Linked DNA regions of Drosophila melanogaster: region 2 is linked to region 1. A link is a contact called in public HiChIP or PLAC-seq data. All regions are on one chromosome and are shown on one strand. The core of a region is the stretch at or near the end of the contact, and the rest is flanking DNA. Distances in the headings are between cores, read along the strand shown.

What was found. HiChIP or PLAC-seq counts read pairs in DNA pulled down with a chosen protein or histone mark.
Region 2: a contact with region 1 is called in an H3K27ac HiChIP or PLAC-seq map of the Kc167 cell line, with 2.2 times the contacts expected there. The contact joins the promoter of Phyhd1 here to the promoter of hth in region 1. A contact is called at or near these places in 5 of 107 Hi-C or Micro-C datasets (the Clone 8 cell line, the Kc167 cell line, the S2 cell line and 1 more) and 1 of 6 datasets of contacts at active chromatin or transcription factors (the Kc167 cell line).

The regions. Positions count from the first base shown.
Region 1 is chr3R:10,611,660-10,615,912 of dm6, forward strand. It overlaps hth (homothorax), which reads right to left and starts at 2,617. Exons shown (of 14, transcript NM_057228.5): 1 at 1,326-2,617. The coding sequence starts at 1,340.
Region 2 is chr3R:10,678,503-10,682,399 of dm6, forward strand. Phyhd1 (Phytanoyl-CoA dioxygenase domain containing 1) reads right to left here and starts at 2,423. Exons shown (of 3, transcript NM_001104270.2): 1 at 2,252-2,423; 2 at 1-502. The coding sequence starts at 2,275.

The DNA of each region.
Region 1 (4,253 bases), core at 1,367-3,866:
ATGGAATTGAAATGGCGCGATTCGGGTAAAGAGCCGCAGGAGAATTACGAAAAAGGGGATTCAAAGAGGTAAATTCGGCACAGAATCGGGTATTAAACCACAGGCGTAAATTTATTCGCCAGTAACGCAGACACACACAAAATTCCCGCGGGCATTTCTTTTTTCCCATCTCCATTTCCATTTCCATATCCATTTTTATTTTTTATATTTCTTTCTGATTTTTTTAATGCTCCCAAAGAGCATGGCCCACCTTTTGGTAACACACACACACACACACACGCTAATTGGTAGCACACACACAGGCAAACGGCCATGTTTGAGGTCTTTTTGCTCCGTTAAATAAAAATCAAGTTCACTTCGCATGTCCATGATAATCAATTGATAAAGTCTAACTGCGATTTGGTAATAATATTTTTTTGAAGAGCGGGCGAGCGGAGACTGCCGGTCACCTGATTAGCATATAATTTACGATCCAGATGGATTGTAAAAATTATTACTCCGTTTAAAAAGCGAGGCGAGAATTTATGCCTTATAAACGTGATGGAAAATGGTGGAATCATTGTGGCTATGCAACGGGGGGGCTTTTCGGAGGTGAAGGTCCCAGCCATGTTTAAACAAAAATCGAATCAACTATTGCGGTGTGAAAATGAAAAGTTAAGGGGAAAAGCTAACAATTTTCAATAAACATTATTTAATGATTTTCTAGAGTAAACCGTTGTTTAATGTAATACAATATCTATCACTATTTCGGCGATCTTTGATTTCCATCACTTCCCAAATAAAATGGTCTAGCTGCAGACTCAGTTAATTATATAAACTTGTACCAGAAAATGACCCGCATAAATCAAATGTGATTTCTGTCCTATTCCAATACACATAAGCACACACACACACACACACTCAGAAACGCTTAGTTAAAATTCATTTTGATAGGGCTCTAATAAACAAGAACTATTCCCCATTGAATTGATTGTAATGGGTTAAATTGGAGAAGCTTGGAGGCCATGTATAAGAAATATTTATATAGATCTACTTCATGAAGTTGGATTAACTAATATCTGAAGATTTTTAAAACTTTTTGCGTATTCTGGTTATAGATTGATTTGGTTACACTGGTAACATATCCATGATATGAAAACTGTTACAATATCATCATAAACTACAACCTGTAAGTGCCGTCGGCACCACTTGACTTGATTACAAATTGACTGAACCCCATTTGTTTTTTAGCCGTCGGAACTTGTTTAAGGATAACAACACTCTCGGGGGACCATTCTATATGGATTCTATATATTTAGAAAGTGAACTTTGGTGGATCTACTTACCCTGGGCTGAGCCATTAATGCTCTGGGAGCGACGTCTAACCCGATTTGTGCCACTTTTTACAGTAGGAACAACAAATGGGGGCGCAACACACTGACCGACGTCCCGCTCCGCCGCTGCAACTGCTTCGGTTTTAGGGAAGCTCTACTGTAGCTGCCCGTGTGGAGTCCTTAGATTTACTCTTGGCTTTTCCAGTTCTTCAGTTTTGGATGTTATTTTCTTGGATTTTTATATATGTTTTGCACTTTTTTCATGTATTGGGAAGCCTTTGCTTTTTGAACGCTTTGCTTCTTGATTTTGCTTTCTTTTTTTTTAACACAGGCACATTTGTTTAGATTTTATGTATTATTATTACGTTTGTATACTTGTTGTATTGTTGATGTTGTCGTTTTTGTTACGCGCGCGTTTGTTGTTTGTTTTCTAGAGCGGGAGATCTGGTTTTGAATGTTTTTTTTACTTGTGTGTTTGTTATAATAATTATTTACATAGCATTTGTTTGGTTTATAAAAATCGTATACAATTTGTTGTTGGTTGCCGTTGCAGTTGTTGTTGTTGATGTTCTTGGTATACTCGTGTATTGTAGTAGTTGCTGCAACATCATTTGTTACTGGGTTGCATTTGTTGTTGTCATAAATCCATGGCGTTTTTTCCCTTTTCCTCTCTCTCTCGTTTTGCGAGTTTCCTTGCCTTTTCCTTGGTTATTTTTATAGTAGTAGTTGTGGTTGCTTTTAATTTTTATTTGTTTGTCGTATACTCTTTTTGCTTTTTTCGTATAATATGCGCACTATTTATCACAGCTGCTTCTACATACTACGTTACTAGAGATGAACAAATTATATTGTTAATATATAATGCAATATATTCTGTTGTGTTTTTGCGACGGCAATTTGCGTGTTTCTTTGTTTTTGCGGGGGGATCGGCGGGATCCCCTCGTTGAAAGAAATTCCCTCCGCGGCCCTCAAATAACAGTATTTATTTTGGCCTTCAATTGTGAAAAGGAGAACTTTTCGATTGTGATTGAAAAACACACTAAAAAACGTGATTGTTTTGTTCGCGCGATGGAAAAACGCGCGCGATTTCCAAAGTGTTTCTTGTGTTGTTTATTTGTTGATTGATGGCAAAACGCGTGGTTAACGGGCAATAATAATAATCATAATAATAATAAACTTCACCGACGGCAACACTTTTTCGCTTTTCTTCTCTTTTTTATTCGAACGCAACGCAACACAGACACACGTCGTACGCGCTTCGCAGTCAAAAATACACTGTGCGGATGAAAGATATTTCATCGAAAAACCAACCCGCCAGATACGTTTGAATTTACGCTACAGTCGGACGTGTTTCCACTCCTAACATCGCTGTTAACTAACAGCGAAGAGAGCGCTGAGCGACAAACAACAGCAAAGTCAACGGGTGCAAGCGGTGCGGCATGATTGTCAATCATGCAGCTGCCCCGCTCTGTTCAGATGCAACAATTGTGCCATTAACTCGCTCTTGGCCATAACTCAGCGAGTGCAAGCGAGAGGAATATATGGTTTATGCGAACGCTCCGGCGAATTGCCTGCGCAGGCGCGCTCGCATCCTGGGCGACGATGACTGATTTGTTGGTACGCCTCTTCTGTCATACACACACTTGTCATTCACATGCATATACAGTACCGTACAGCGGTGTTCTATCTCTTTCTCTTTCTCAGTTTTCGCCTCTTTTTGCGCAATGTTCGCCGCGTTTGAAATTTATTTGGCTTTGGCCAAAAGGAGACGGCTTATGGGTTTTTCGCCCCTCTGCCGGCGTCGGCGTCGAAAATCAGCAAAAACCAATCCCATTTGTTATTTTCGCTTGAGTGAGTGGCAGTTGGCAGCTTGGCTCTTTTTCGCCGCACCTTTACAGGTTGAAAGGCAGCGAGAAAGCTTCAGTTGTCCATCAGCTTCAGCTTTCGCTCACTTTTCGCTCTCTTTTGGCGCCCCCACACACACTCGCACACACACACTTTTGCCCGAATAGGCAACGCCTTCGAAGAAAAGCGGCAAAAAAGAGAAGAAACTTGAAGGAGAAGAAGAAGAAACGTGGACGACAAAAACAAACTTTTCGCTGCAGTTCCTTTATTGCGTCCTTTTGGCTTGTAACGGTGATCTGGCCACTTTGGAAGGATATGCGATCCTGACAACAACAAACAGCTGTTCGAGTTTCTCCTCTCTCTCTCTTTCTTACTTCTTGGGGAACAACAACAAATGGAACGGCGATAAATTGTCAAAAACATTCGCTGAAAATTGCATATTTTGCAGGTCATTCTGCGCTCCTGTTTGGCGAATCTACTCTCATTTGGTTTTTTATATACCCTGTACAAATGGTGTTACATCTCAAACCAAAAATAAAAAATTGAGGAAACGGGCTTTTGCATTATTTGAACAAGTTTTTTGATGACAAGTATGTTTGGGCAATTTTCAGTCAATTGTGATATCTTCGGCGTGATTGTACAAATTTTTTTTTACATTTTAAACTAAAATAAATTAGTCCAATTTGTTTTACCAATAACTACAGGGTAACAAGGTATGCCAATCTTCGTATTCAGTCCGAAATCCTGTCTATTGTTGCTGTTATTGTTACTGTCGTGTCGTCGTCCTCGTGGCAGTTTAAAAAGCAGTTAACACATATTCCCAGGCCATTTTTCACCAGCGTATTTTTGGCTTGGCGCTGCAGTTGCCATTACGCCGAAAGAGACGGGGATACTGGCGAGCGAGAGAGACGGGGCGATTTGGCCGGCGTTTTTAGGAAAATGAAAAATAGCCTTGTTTGTTTTCCGACGCTCGCCAAAAGGATTTCCCGTGTCTGTTTTCGCTGGTCAAAAAGATGATGTTGCACTTAATCTGGTTGCCATTTCATCCCGAAATCCCAAACCCCCAAAATCTTGGGAACTATGTATGATATAGGT
Region 2 (3,897 bases), core at 1,173-3,672, 67 kb after region 1:
TCTGCAGGGTGCAGTCCTCGAGGGCCAGCCAAAAGCCCACTGCCGAGTTGGGATCCGTGTGCAGGAACCACGAGTCCTGATGGGGCGTCACCTCGCCACCCACTCCCGGATTCTTGTAGATGTACATACTTTGACAGACGGCCGGCTTATTGTAGTTCAACTGCCAGCAGATCTCCCGAACTCGGTTGCTAAAGGTGATGGCATTGAAGGCAGGATGCTCCACGTGCAGAGCATGCCCCACTTTGTTGAGGGCGATCATGGGATCCACCAGCAGCTGGCCCTCATCTCCCACCGCCCCCTTTTCGAAGAAGTAACGCACTTTGTCTCCCGACTCCATGAAGTACAGCTCCTTTCCCTGTGCATCCTCCTGCTTTATGGTGCTGAAGATCTTCCTGTTGTTCTGCGGAGCATCCAGGCACAGAGCTCTTCCCGCCTGGTACAGTGAGTCCACTTCCTCGGCAGTGAGGAAGTCCTCGATGACAATGTAGCCGTTTTCATTCAGCTGAAAATAGGAAAGCGGATGAAGGTTTCAGTCAATTCAAGGAATAATCTTTTTAAGCTACATATATTGCTTATCGGCTGCGCCGTCTGGTCTGGCGGGTCCGGCAATCTCTAACCGGACTCTACGGGGTCTGGAGGCATTATCGCACCAACTGACCGATTGACCGACTGCATAATGGGCACGCGCTTACTATTTCGAACTTACGGGTATTATACCATAATCGCAGCAAACTACATCGCAAAAAATTAGCAACATAAATGGGCCAATATAGAAAACTACTATTTGAAAGTATGAAAACAAATATAAGTTTTAAATAGATCGTTAACCATTTCATTGAAAATACAATAAGTATTTTTTTAAAGACTGTCCTTTTCGCTCAGTGCACTAGTTCACTTTGTTCACCTTTCTAACGTTCGCTAATTAACAAATTCCGGTGCACGTCAAAATGTTAATTCTGCCTGACATAAACCCACGAACCGAAATCCGTGCTCATTCATTGAAATCAGTCAACGTAAAATTGAAAATTCACACATTCTCTGCTCCTAGCGCATATTTTAGAAAGGGTATAGTGGATTGGCGATCGAGAACGATACTCATAGTGGCATCTAAACAAAGATAAATGATTGCTTTGTTGAACAATTAATATCTCTTAGATTTATGCCTGACTTTTCAGGAAGAGCAATAGAATTTCGACTCGCAACAAACAAATCACTTTTGTTGTGGGTGCTCTTCCATTCTTTCTCCCGGTTCCTAGTGGCATGAGTTTGGTTAAATTAAATAAATTTAAATTGCTCGAGCGAGAATTTTGAAAATGAAAAACGAGAGTAAAAATAGTCGTCGTGACTCAAAGGCAGCCGACAAAATCACCTGAAGTGATCGAAAAGACGAAAGAGATCGGGTCAGCTGTCGATCTGACGCTAACAGAACCGCGAAGATAAATCATCGGAAAAGAAAAAGAGGGGCGGGAAAGTGGGCCCATTTTCCGGATGGTGCTCTATGCACAATTTACCCGTAGATATATGTTTGTGTTTCCATTACAAAGGCGTGTGCATGGAAAATTACACCAGAGGGTCAGCAATCAGCCAGCAGTTGCATTCATCACGTATGCTCACCGTTTGTCATATAACATGCTTAGCCAGCTGATTTTGTAATCGCTTTGAATTTGATAATGGCAAGTGCTTGCAGTGAAGCTTTGTTTGCACGGGGAACTTTGCAATAGTTTGTAATCCACATGCTTAGTAATAGCTTGGTGAACTAGAACTTGGGCGTAGAATCTATTTTATGCTGAATTAAATATTCAATTCAATCAAGAAGTTGTCCAAGTGCAAACCAGTTTGTCAACAAACAATTCTAAACCATAATTAACCACCGTGTCAATTTTATGAGCCCCACACGTTGTTTGGAAACTAGTCTGGTATTAAGAGTTGTTGTTCTGTGTATTTGGTTTAACCAAATAGGTGAAATTTCCAGAATCTGAAAACATTTCCTCAATCTGCAAAAATTTCCTTGACTTTTCATTATTCTGCAGAGCAACAAAAGAATGCTTTTCCGACATTGAATTTTCCGAGCCAACGAAATGTTTATGATGCAGATGGTTGTAAATAACACGATGACTCTTTGGGAACAAGTCATCCCAGGATGAAGATGACTAACTAAGAGTGCTTCCAATAAATAATACGTTGGTTTCCAAAATATGTAGTTATATGCACACGGAAAATTTCGATCGATTGATTGAATATAAATACCCACCTCGTCCAACAATTTGCTGTGCATTTTGTGTCGATTTCTGTTTGTTTATTTTGAAATGAATTAAATTTTACTTTTGTTTTCAACTCAAACAATGCGAACTGCCGAACTTTTGTATTGGTTCTGTACTTCGAATTCTTTTCCGTAGCGTTCGAGAACGTTTCGCACTGTTTGGCGTGTCTTTTAAAACTGATCGGTAGAGAAATTTTCGAAAACGCTCGAAAATGAAAATATCTGACTAGCGGCTGCTCCCACGCGGCGTTTAACCGTTACACTTCTCTACCTCTGTTAGATAACAGAGAGCGGCGCTGTTGACTTTCAGCGCGTGTTGCCGCTGCTGTTGCTATACCCTTCTTTATAGTACGGGTATATGTACGACGATTTTAAGCATAAGCTTAGGAATTTTGTCGCTTACATATGCAAGTCGTATGTATATATGAATGTTATCATTCAAAACTATTTAAGTGCGCTTTATAAACAAAAATCATCGGGCGGAATAAAGCAATACACTTATAAACTTTTTATAAGTGCAAGGGCATTTAAACGTCGCCTCGCAAAACATTTTTTTCGTCCATAGTATTCATAATTCTCTTGCCAGTTTCTTTATCAGTCGTTATGTATGTCAGGCTAGCCATTGACTTTGATATATAAGAATTACTTTAGTTTGGGTTTGTTTGTCCCCTTTAGTTTTGCGTTATTGTTGTGTGTGGCGCAATCTCCAAACTAATTTTGCTACCCATCAAGTATACATACAATAAATAATTCTCATTTTTCCCATAGAAAACCCATATTCCTCTATTTACACACGTGTGCCGGTTGTGATCATCAGTCGGCGGTCTGGGTCTTCCACATGACTTCATTGTCTTTATGTTCATGCATATGATCATTAGGCATCCTCGAGTCAAATGCACATGTAACTACACTGAAAAAAATTAATTTTACAAGTATTTGAAATTAAGAAAATATTATATACCTAGAGTGTACCATCAAGAAAGAACATATCGATGATGCATACTACATTTTTCTCTCAGTGGTCTTTTGTGTGGCTGTGTGCCAGTTAATTGCCGTCTGTGCGTGGGCCGTTATTCGTTTGTTTCCCCGCCAGACTTTTGTAACTGCGATTGCCTCACTGGCTTTTCACGGCGCGCAAGAGATGTATGCAAAACTATTGTTGCTCCCGCGGCTAATTGCAGATACTTTAACAGTGGCTAACAAAGCTGAGAGTATTGGATTATTCATTAGTTAAGCTAGTTAACAAATTTTTGGAAACTGGCAACTTAATTATGTTTATGTGCTCAGTTAAGAGGGCAACTTTAATTATCCCTGAAGATACAAGACAATAAATTATCCATGTAATGAAAATATCTACTATTCATATATTTTAATTACACAAATTGAGTTATTGGCTTACATTATCCGCAGATTAAAGTTCCCTGCCCACAGTTGGCATATCCCACACTGAAAATAATATTTGCCAATACTTGAGGAGTGCAAACAGCTTCCATGTTAGTTCACCATAGTTCGCTCAAACTATCCGCCCATTTAATATTTGTTATATATTTCCTTGACAACTTAATTTCGGTCTTGTCTGCCGCACTTGTGTGCAAATACACAAATATTTGCAGATCTTCAATGCTGTTTTGGCCAGT